2 separate regions of the Rattus norvegicus genome follow, and region 2 is linked to region 1. A link is a contact called in public Hi-C data. All regions are on one chromosome and are shown on one strand. Each heading gives the region's core, a stretch centred on a gene start, on an enhancer-like site or on the middle of the called end of the contact. The rest is flanking DNA. Distances are from core to core; before and after follow the strand shown.

Evidence for each region. Hi-C and Micro-C count contacts between places; a contact is called where the count stands out from the background.
Region 2: a contact with region 1 is called in a Hi-C map of liver, with 2.8 times the contacts expected there. The contact joins the enhancer-like site here to the promoter of P2rx4 in region 1. A contact is called at or near these places in 3 of 12 Hi-C or Micro-C datasets (kidney and liver).

Annotation. Positions count from the first base shown.
Region 1 is chr12:39,520,283-39,525,586 of GRCr8, forward strand. It overlaps P2rx4 (purinergic receptor P2X 4), which reads right to left and starts at 2,807. Exons shown (of 12, transcript NM_031594.2): 1 at 2,574-2,807. The coding sequence starts at 2,707.
Region 2 is chr12:39,552,944-39,558,247 of GRCr8, forward strand. It overlaps P2rx7 (purinergic receptor P2X 7), which reads right to left. Exons shown (of 13, transcript NM_019256.2): 12 at 4,667-4,768; 13 at 1-1,006. The coding sequence ends at 509. Among named protein-coding and RNA genes, the nearest start is that of P2rx4, 33 kb to the left of the region's middle. Within about 2 kb of position 3,003, at least 14 of the 93 cell types and tissues checked have an H3K27ac peak or open chromatin away from gene starts, as enhancers often do. A contact at or near this core is called in liver, where this site is marked.

The DNA of each region.
Region 1 (5,304 bases), core at 1,557-4,056:
ACTCCACGATTGGAAACAGAATGCAAGCCAGGTGTGCCAGTGAATGCTTCTAATCTCAGTTCTAGACCAGCCTAGAACTCCTATCATGTTACTGGCCAGAGAATTACAGATCTTGTCTTTAAAGAAAAGAAAGGGAAGAGAACAATTAATGACATTTTTATGTGCTCCAATATAGAATTTTTCCGGGCTGGGGGCAGAATTTCTCTGGGTAGCCCTGACTGTCCCAAAACTCATTCTGTAGAACCGGCTAGCCTCAAACTCAAGAGATCTACCTTCCTCTGTCTCCCCAGGCGATGGGATTAAAGACTTGTGCCTCCGCCACTCTGAGACATCATCAACTTCTAAAGTATCAGAGTGGAATAGACTCAGTAGTGTACACCCATAATCCTGCACTTGGGAGGTGGAGGCAGGATTGGGAGTCCAGTGTAGGATAGCCTGGGCTACATGAGCCTGTCCAACCCAGGCCCCACAACCTCCTCACAATACAGGCTGGTGGGGTGGTTTCATCGGGTAAAAGTGATCACTGTGCAGGTCTAAGGACCTGAATTCCATCCCCGGAACCTACAATGGAAGGGGGAAACTGACTCCTAAAAGTTGTTCTCTGGCCTCCACATGTGGCATGTTCCCTCACTCATACACAGATACGTAATCAAAAACCAAGGCAGCATTTAAACATTAGCACAAAGCTAGTCTGGTATGCAAAAGGCTCTTGGTACCCCAGTGGGAGAAGTACTGATATTTAACTTTCTTGGTTTACTATATTGGAAATACCTTCAAAACCTAGTGGGGTTTTGTTTGTTTGTTTGTTTGTTTGTTTTTAGCTTGAGTGCATTTTAATTGAGATAGCTTAGCACTCAGTGGCTGCACATGGCCCTCTTAAAATGACAACAGCCACAGACTCTCATCAGTGAACAGATTAGCCCAGAAGAGCAAAAGCCGAGAGCTCCTGATTCTAGATACTTCCAATCCGAGTTGGCTAGCTGCATATCTCACTACTTGAGAGTTCATCCTGAACCCTGGAAACTACTCCCTCAGACACTTAACAAGTCCAGACTGACTGTCCAGGTGTTTCAGGTACCGGCGACTGAATAAATCCTCCAAGGCCTCATCTTAAGACTCACTTTATCGGGGTTGGGGATTTGGCTCAGTGGTAGAGCGCTTGACTAGCAAGCACAAGGCCCTGAGTTCGGGCCCCAGCTCCGAGAAAAAAGAAAAAAAAAAAAAAAAAGACACTTTATCTACAGAGGACTTGTTTGGAGACAGGATCTCATGTAGGCCAGGCTAGCTTTAAACTCAACATCTTTCTGCCTCAAGGCCCATAAATGCTGGGACTGCAGACTTATTGGTTACCGAAACCCGGCTTCAGCAAATTTTACCTAGTGTCTACTGCTTCCATATGCTGGAACCTGCAACCTTGTGAGGGAAACCTGCCTTCTTTCGAATGCCCTAAGGCGGTCTGAACAGATTCCAGACCTCACACCAAGCAGGAGACCTGCTGGCTTGTTATTTATCTGAGACACTACGTAATTCTGGTAGACCAGGCTGGCTTTGAACTCACAGATATCCGCCGCCTCTCCCACCCCAGTCCTAGGATTAAAGGCTGTGTCTTAGGCATTCTTAACCACTGAGCGGCCTCTCCAACCACCTGTGTACCTAATTCATCTACCCAAGGTCACACAAAAATTTCTCAGGTGAGTGTGGTCCGGCACTGAGGTTGGTAAGCCCTCTGTGTCAGCTTGTGAATGGGCAATCTATGTTTTCTGTGGATTCCTAGGTGATTCCAATGTGTAGTTTAGGGACCCGTGCTTTTAGGCCCTTTAGAAAGAGTAAGAAAACAGATCCACCTGTCACGCTAGCAGCTGTTGACACTTGAATACCTTGAAATTGGGCCCCGGAGGCAAGGTAGCGTTCACCACCTCTCCTGGGGTGTATTAAATTCTTACAGGTGCGTCCAATTAAAATTAACCATTTAATAATGCCAAGTGGTGGGAGGTATATATAAACAGTATTCGGGGAGCAGAGTTTAGAATCAAAATCAGGCAGGTACTCCTATTCCCAACCAATCCAACAAGGCAAAGGAAATGAGTGACCCCTTAAGACACTTTTGGGAAGTGTGACATCTCACTTTTGGGAAGTGGTCCTGGGTTATCAAACGCTTCTTAAAGGAACCAAAACCACAGACCCAGAAAGTACCGAATGAAAATCACGAGCCTTGGAAGCGGGAAGACTGTGGCGTTAAGAGTTCAGCCCTCCCTGCGCAGTCCCTTCACCAAGTCAAAGAGCATCATGGAGCAAGTCGGAAGGTAAGGGTGCAAGAAAGATGGGGTGACGGTCTAGCTAAGACAAGGCTCAGCTCGTAGGACCTCCAGTTGTCCCCAGTGTCCCGTTCAAGCCGGTTCCAGGTGGCTAGAGCCCGGCGAGGGCGTGTCGCTGCCTCTTGAACTTGGGGAGGAGGAGGAGGGGCTTGGCCGGTTCAGCGGGTGCCCCGAGCTCCGAGGGCGAGCCAGGGGGCGCTGCCAGGTCTCCGGCAGTCTGGGTTCCCCTAGCCGCGGCCCCTCCCCAGGCCCGCTCACCCGATGACGTAAGCCAGGATGAGCAGCTGCACCGCGCGGTTCATGAGCCCCACTTTACGGCTGCGGATGAGCACGATGCGCGGCGTGTCGTACTCGAACAGGAAGGACCCGAGCACGGAGCAGCAGCCCGCCATGGCTCCGCCGACCGCTCCGCGCCTTGGCCACTGTGGGTCCCCTCGCCACCGCCGGCTCCCGGCCGCAGCTCCACCCACCAGCTCCGGCAGGCTCGCTGCGACGCCCGGAAATAGGCGGTGCGAGGCCTGAGGATCGCGTCTCCTCCCCCTCCGCCACCCCGGGGTGACGCCCCGACCCGTGACCCCCTCAAGGGGCGAGACTAACAACCCAGAGTGCCTTAGCCCTAAGGGACGAATTACCTCAGGGGCAGGGGTCCAGGGAGCAGGGTCAGCTCGAGAGTAACAAGGGTAATGACCCCCTCAGGCCTAGGACTTGAGAGGCAGATGGGTTCCTCCCGGTTGCAAAGGACACCTCAGCAGTTTGGATGCAGAACAAGCCGTGCCCCAGAGGAACTTGGGTAAGAGTTACATTCCTAGAGAACCTGTCAAGGGATGTCTGTAGTAGTCAGCCACACACGCCACCATATATCCCTCCTAGAACTGAAGTCAGGCGGTGTCCCTGCCCCAAGTCCGATAACTTAGTTGCCTCTGAGAAAAGGAAACAGCCAGAGCATGGTAGGTGTCCTTGAAGCCATCTTGCCACTGAGGATATCTCATCACAAGCTTAGGGAAAACTGGAAAAATTCAAGCCAGTGAGTGACTTGAGTTGACAGTGTTACGCGTCACATACATCCATTCCCTTGAGCTGTGTTTTTATAGGTGTTTTATATTTAGTGTAACAGATACAACCAAGAACTGTTAATAGCTATCTTCCTTACACCAGGTACAGTGCAGTGAGCGTAGGAGGAGAGCGTCTCAGCCCTGTGCAGGTCACATCCGTGAGATTTTAGGTTCTAATCAGATTCCTCACAGTTCTTTTCATTTTTCCAAATCTTTTATTCCATATGTGTTCGCTTCAGCTTTTGGTCACTGTGTCGGAAACCTGAGAGGAAACAAAGGGGAGGAAGATGCATCTAGGCTCATGGTTTCAGAGGCTTCCATCAGAGTTGGCTCCTCTGATCTGAGCGAGCGTGGTGGAGTTGACCTTACGGAAAGGCATGGGAACAAGACGTGTCTTTCCAACACCAGCTCTTAGTGAATTAGTTACTCCAACTGCCTTCCCCTCCTTTGTACCATCTCCCAATGTTATGATTCGCTCATATCGCTCCCAGAATCCAGTCCTCTCTCAGTGTTCTATCTCCCGTGTGGGGAAGAACCCTTCGACACATGAAGGCTTTAGGAGAACTCTTCACACACAAATCATAGCGCTGTGTTACCAGAGACACATCATGCGATTTGAATGATTATAAGTTTTAATCTATGGCTTAGTCTTAAAAACATACCATCCTGGTATGGCGTCTCTAATCCCAGCAGTCCGAAAGCAGAGCTGGGAGGATCGGCACAAGTTCAAAACCAGCCTGGTCTGTATACCGAGTTCTAAGTATAGAGTGAGACCCTGTTTCCCTCTACAGTCAGTGAGTAGGCATAGATACTGCCAAACTTCACAACCTGAGTTTAATCCCTAGGACCCCCGTGGTGGAAGAAGAACTTGCATGACTGTCTTCCACATGTGCCATGGTATGTGCCCGCCCCCTCCTAATACATTGTTTACAAAAATTCTGAGACACAAGAATAAGCCACGTGACATTTCCTTAATTCCTCTCGAAATCATTCTGCGTTTTCATATGCAAGACAAAGGCTCTGGAGTTACATTGCCAGCCCTGACTGCTTCTTATTTTGTGATATCTTTAAAAAAAATCATGTATTCATTTTTAAAGGACTTATTTCCTGTTACGGGTACTTGTGTGCGTATGACACATGTGCCGGGGGACACTGGATCCCGTGGAACTGGAGTTGTGGGCAGTCGTAAGCTACCTGATGTGTGTCATGAGCCATTTTTACAAATGTTAAGGTTTTCTTCTCTATCCTAGCCAGCTCTCAAATGAGACGGAAACTATTAGATTTATTTAATAGGCTTTGCAGCACAGTATCTAAGCAGTTCTTGATCCGTTCTGATTCTCTAAGATAAGCTGCCTGTCTCCCAGCCAAAATCCCCCAGATACTTGGATTTTTAGTATTGGTCTGGCTCTCTCTGCTTCAAGCTGTTCTCATGGTATCTCCTGGACCCTCTCCAGGTGGTGATTACTCCTTGCCTCCCTCCTCCCCCTCCTCCCTCCCCACACCACCCTTACCCACTGACAGAAGCCCAGCCCTATTCTTTACTCAGTTTTTATTGGTTGATCAGCTTTTATTGACAGATAAGAGAATAAATGGAGAGGAATGTTTACACACACTTGAGACGGGAGGATGTAAGTTGATGTCCATATACAGGTGAGGGCCGGCACAAGTTCAGGCGAGGCCTGTAATTGGACAGTAAAAAGTAAGGCGGGGACAAAGGTTTTGTAAAGGGGGGGGGGGGGAAGAAGAACCAAGATGGAGAATCTTAGAATAAGCATTTACAGTGCCACGTCCAGACTGCAACAGAGATAAGAGCAGAGGGAAGAGCATTTGAATAATACAGGGATAATCTTTACACAATAAGCAAAAACCACAATGCTCTCTGGAAGAGCAGTACACTCCTAACCACCAAGCCACCTCCCCAGCCCTTTATTGGGAGG
Region 2 (5,304 bases), core at 1,753-4,252, 33 kb after region 1:
GGATGAAGCCGCCAGAGTTGCCCGTAATGGGGAGGGGAAACGACACCTTTGGGTCTTGAGGGGTTGGGTTGGGGTGGAGGACGTCAAAGAATTTGTGGCCATATTTCATTTCTCAGAGTACTCTCGAATCTCAAAAGGTTTGGTTTTCAGGAATGGGCCTCTGTATCCAGGAAGCTGTGGAGACATGGACGGGAGAGAAAACACCTTCACCGTCTCCACAATGCTAGTTCAGAGGAAGTGAGTTGGGGAAGATCGGGATTCGAGGAGCCTGTGTATACGTTATAGGCTGTGGGTGGCACCGCAGTCCAGGTCAAGCCGCAGGCTCAGATCTGCATCTGTTTCTCATCCACGTGGAGAGGGGTTCATGTGCTTGCCATTGGCCTAACAATCCCTTCAACACGGCTTACGAGGGAGGAAGACTTAAGTTCCCCTTTGGCTGAAAGTGTGTCTCTAAGTCTTTCCAAGAGAATGCTATATTATGAGTCACCATAATGTGGCAGCCATACTGTCAGTAGGGATACTTGAAGCCACTGTACTGCCCCTGGGTCTTGGGGAACTCCTTCCGGATCTTCCAGCGGCAGCAGCTGGGCAGAATGGCAAAGTCGGCCATGTCTTGGGAGACAAAGCGCCAGGTGGCATAGCTCCTGTACGCACAGTGTCGCAGCTTGCTGTTGATGGCCTCTCCCTCCAGCGCCAGCAAGGGCTCCTGGTAGAGCAGGAGGAGCTGCAGGGCCTCTCTGGATAGCACGATCTTACTGAAGAGCTCAGAGGTAGTGATGCACTGTCCTGGCTTCCTCCGGCAGCACAGCTCCTCCAGGGCCCTGCGGTTCTCTGGTAGTTGAGACGGGAGGCAGTTTCCACACTGGCACCAATCTGGGCTGTCCCTGGACCTAGGAACCGCTTCTATCTGGAGCAGCTGCATTTCCTCAGGTTGTCCAGGAATTGGGGGTGAGTGGTGGAGAGAGAGGGAGAGCCTAGACAGTTCCAAGAAGTCCGTCTGGGGTCTCTGAAAAAGTCAAGTTTCCAGACCCATCAGCGACAGTAACCCCTCGAGTTCTATCAACCTACGTAATCGCATTCAGTATCACCGCGTCTGGCAAAGCTACCACTTGCCAGACGTCTGCATCAGGGCTGGGCTGCTGTCGAGCCTGCTAAGAACCTCTTGTATAGATGTTTATCTTTGGAAAATGAAGTTCAGAAAAGGCAGCTAGCTACCAACTGGATCAGAGCCTCTTCCCCTGGCTGCCTTCTGAGGGTGTGACTCTCCCTGGGCAATTCTCCAGTCACATCAAGATAGTGGGACTATCTTCTGGGACTGGCCCCCTCCTAAGAGACCTAACTGGCTAGTACGTTTCCTTGTTGACGCCTGCCTTCCAGGGGAAAGCAAGAATTCTGTTTATTTGCCGCATGTCCCTGGTGCAGGGGCAGAGATCAGTATACAGTAGATAGAAAACACTCATTGACTCGTTCCTACTCTCTCTCTCTACTGGCATAACCATTTGTTATCTTCTAAAGAAGTTGCCAAAACGGCTGGGCCTAGTCTTCGTGACATACGCCTTCGTTTCCTGGATGAAGACCCGAGTCAAATACATTCAAACGGAATGGTTTGTGTATGTGAACCTAGCACCATCCGTAACAGCCAAAAGGCTGAAACAACCCAGCATCCACCAACCAGTGGGTGGGTAAGCACACAGGCAGTCTGTCTGTCCAGGAATACTATGAAGCCACAAAACAGACCGAACCGGGCACACACAGCAACGTAGATGAGTCTTGAAAACACAATGCTAAGTGACAGAAGTGACACAGAGGTCACATGGTATATGGCCCATCTTAGGCAGAGTTTCAAGAGGAGACAGGCCAGTAGGAAGCAGGTGAGTAGTGGCTGCTTGATGAATATGGGATTTCTTTCTGAGGAGATACAGGAGCTCTGGGGCTGGTGGCCTTGACTGGATTGTGACATGTGGGCATCACTGAATTATGTGCCATGAACGGTTACACTCCCAAACACTAAGAACCTTTTTTTTTTTTTTTTTTTTTGAGATGGAGTTCTTGTAGCCCAGGTTGACCCAAAACACTATGTAAGGCAGGGTCTTGAACTCCTGATATTCCTGCCTGTACCTCACAAATGCTGGGGTTACAGAGATCTATCAGGACGCCCAGCAAAGTAGCTCACTTTCTACCTGTAGTCCACAAGGACATTACAAGAAAGGAAAATTTTGGTCAGGTTCTCCCCAAGATGAGCTATGAAAGTCCTAAACAATGGAATCCGATCCATTAATAACTACAAAGAATGGCCCATCACATCGCAATGGAAAGTTGTGGGACAAGATGGCTCAGTCGGTAAAGCACTTCGCCATGCAAGCGGAAGGACCTGCGTTAGATCCCAAGCTGAGCCCGGTGCACCTCAAGTCCCAGGGCCAAGGACACAGAGGCAGGAGGATCCCTGGAGCAACCCGGCCAGCCAGCCTAGCAGAATTAGTGAGCCCTGAGTTCAGTGAGAGTCTCTGTCTTGAAACAGTAACGTGGAGAGCGATTAAGGGAAACAAGTAACAACTTCTGGTGTACACCCACATGTGTGCACGCGGTGCATTCACATGAACAGACATCCACTCGTTCCTACACACATACCCAGCCGCTGTGAGTCAGTGAGTCCCGCCAGCGGGGGCGGGGGGGAGGAGCCATCCCTAGCCATTCACCAATTACATTCAGAAGGGCATGGCTCAGTGGTGTTAACCTATGATATGCAAGGCCTTAGGCTCAAGTCCCAGCATTCCCCAACTTAGATCGGGCATTGAAATTCAACACATCACAGGAAAGAGAAAACCTCCCAGATTGCTTCAGAAAAAATTTTTTAACATTCCAAATCCATTTCTGATAAGAATTCCTGACGAACTAAACACGAGAGGGAATGTTCTTGAATCTGATACCGCCTTCTTATAAGCGCACCAAAAACCCGTGGCAGAGAATGAACTAGACGGGCTGTCTGCTGAGGCAGGAAATGAGGTAGAGGCCAGTGCTTTCCACACTCAGTGGGGCAGCCTGCCAGGCTGCCGGGGCCTAGGCAGTGCTGGGACACAAGGGGAAGATTCTTCCCTGAAGACTCCCGGGGGAACCATTGCCCTACGAAGACCTTCACTTCAGCCATTTACCCTCTGGACTGACAGAGCAAGCCTGATGTTTTATGCTACTTCATTCGTGGTCACTGGTTAGGGCCACAGGAAATCAATACAGCTGACAAAGGTGCCCAAGGACCGGAACTGTGTGGGAGCACAAATGAACTTTGTGGCTGTTTGTTGGTATCCACTGACACTGAATGTACTCCAGCTGCCAGCCGCCAGCCCAGACACTCAGGTGATCACCCGGCAGAATGCTGGCATGATTGGCATTTGCTGCCCCCCTCCCCCCCGCCCCTCCATATTAGAAACTTCCCAAATGCCCTTCCTCACTGAAACAGGTAAATAAACTGAATGTTTACAAGACAGAAATCATACGAAAGGGAGAATGAGCTATTTTCTGTGTCAGGTAGCTCTTGTAGCAGCGTGTGTAAGACTTTTAAAATACACAGTCCAGTTTTCCTTTGTCACTTGGTCTCATCTGGTTTCCCAGTGATCTCCCTGCCTCGACCTCTCAAGTCCTGGAGTTACAGGTGTAGACAGCTCTACCCAGCTGGCACAGGCCAACTTTTATAAAACCGCAGAATCCGTAAAAATAATCCTTAAACTGCTGTGGTGGCACATGCCTGTAATCCCAGCCCTCAGGAGGTCTCTGAGTTCTAGGTCAACCTGGTCTCTATAAGAGTTCTAGTCCGACCAAGGCTACCCAATCCTTAGATGCAAGACGGGGACCACTTTTAAGGAAAGATGACAATTTAGGAGGGGCATGGAAGGGACTTTTGGAATATTCAGTCTTTCTCTGTCTCTTTTCTGGATAAATCTCTACTATGAAATCCCAGCAACCAGGAGGCAGAGGCCACTTTTGATGCCAGCCTGGTCTACATAGTGAGCTCCAGGGCAGGCAGGGTTACGCAGAGAGACCCTGTCTCAAAACAAAACAAAACAAAACAAACAAACAAAAAAAACTAATTACCACCCCCCCCCAAATCTACTATGAGCTATACCCCTAGCCATCTGATTTTAAATCATTTTTATTAGATTTGTGTGGTGTGTGTGTGTGTGTGTGTGTGTGTGTGTGTGTGTAAAACACAGTCAGTGTAGGGAGATCAGAGGCTAACTTGCTAGAATTGGTTCTTTCCCTCCCCGTGTGGGCTCCAGGGATCTAACTTGGGTCATCAGCCTCAGTGGTAACTGCCTTTACCCTCAGAGCCATCCGACCAGTTCCCGAACAACTAATTTTTTTTTAAAAATCTGGATGTTGGTTTCACAACTATGTTATTTTGTCAAAATCTATCACCTTTTTTTTTTTTTTTTTTTTGGTTCTTTTTTTCGGAGCTGGGGACCGAACCCAGGGCCTTGCGCTTCCTAGGTAAGCGCTCTACCACTGAGCTAAATCCCCAGCCCCCAAATCTATCACCTTTGATTTATATAAATCTCTACAATCATGTATACTTAAGAGCAAAATCTCCTAAAAAACAAAAAACCAAAACCAAAACCAAAAACAACAACAACAAAAAAACCAAAAAACAAAACGACTCACTGTTTTCACTTACCGGGACCTCTTGACCTTTGACATCTTGCAGACTTTTCCCAAGCAGCTGCTGGTCCACCATCCAAATGTGGGGCTCGTCCACAAAGGACACATACTTTAACGTCTGGTAAAGGAAGGGTCAAAGTTTGTCTGCTTCTGTGCGCAAGCGTCAAAGAGTCACCTCTCCAGACAGATATGAACACATCTGCCAGTCACATTTAGCACGGGGCAAGTCAGGTTAAAGCCCCAAAGGGAAGTCAGGCACAGACCACACCCCCTACGGATGACTTGGTCCCGCCCACAGTCCAGCGGGACCCCAGCCCGGTGTGGTGACCTGTGCCAAGCTCTCCCCAGTTCCATTTACCCAGATGCAGTCTCTGGAGGGCAGTAAATTTTACTCATCCAGACAGGCTGTGAGAGGTTTTTTTTTTTTTTTTTTTTTTCTTTCTTTTTTCTATTTTTCGGAGCTGGGGACCGAACCCAGGGCTTTGCGTTTGCTAGGCAAGTGCTCTACCGCTGAGCTAAATCCCCAACAAAGGTGAACTAATCTTCCTTTTCTTTTCCTCTTCCCCTTCCTTCTTCGTTCCCTGCCCCCCTCTCCTCTCCTTTCTTCTTTCTTTCCTTCTTATTCTCTCCTTATTTTCTTTATTTTATTTTGAC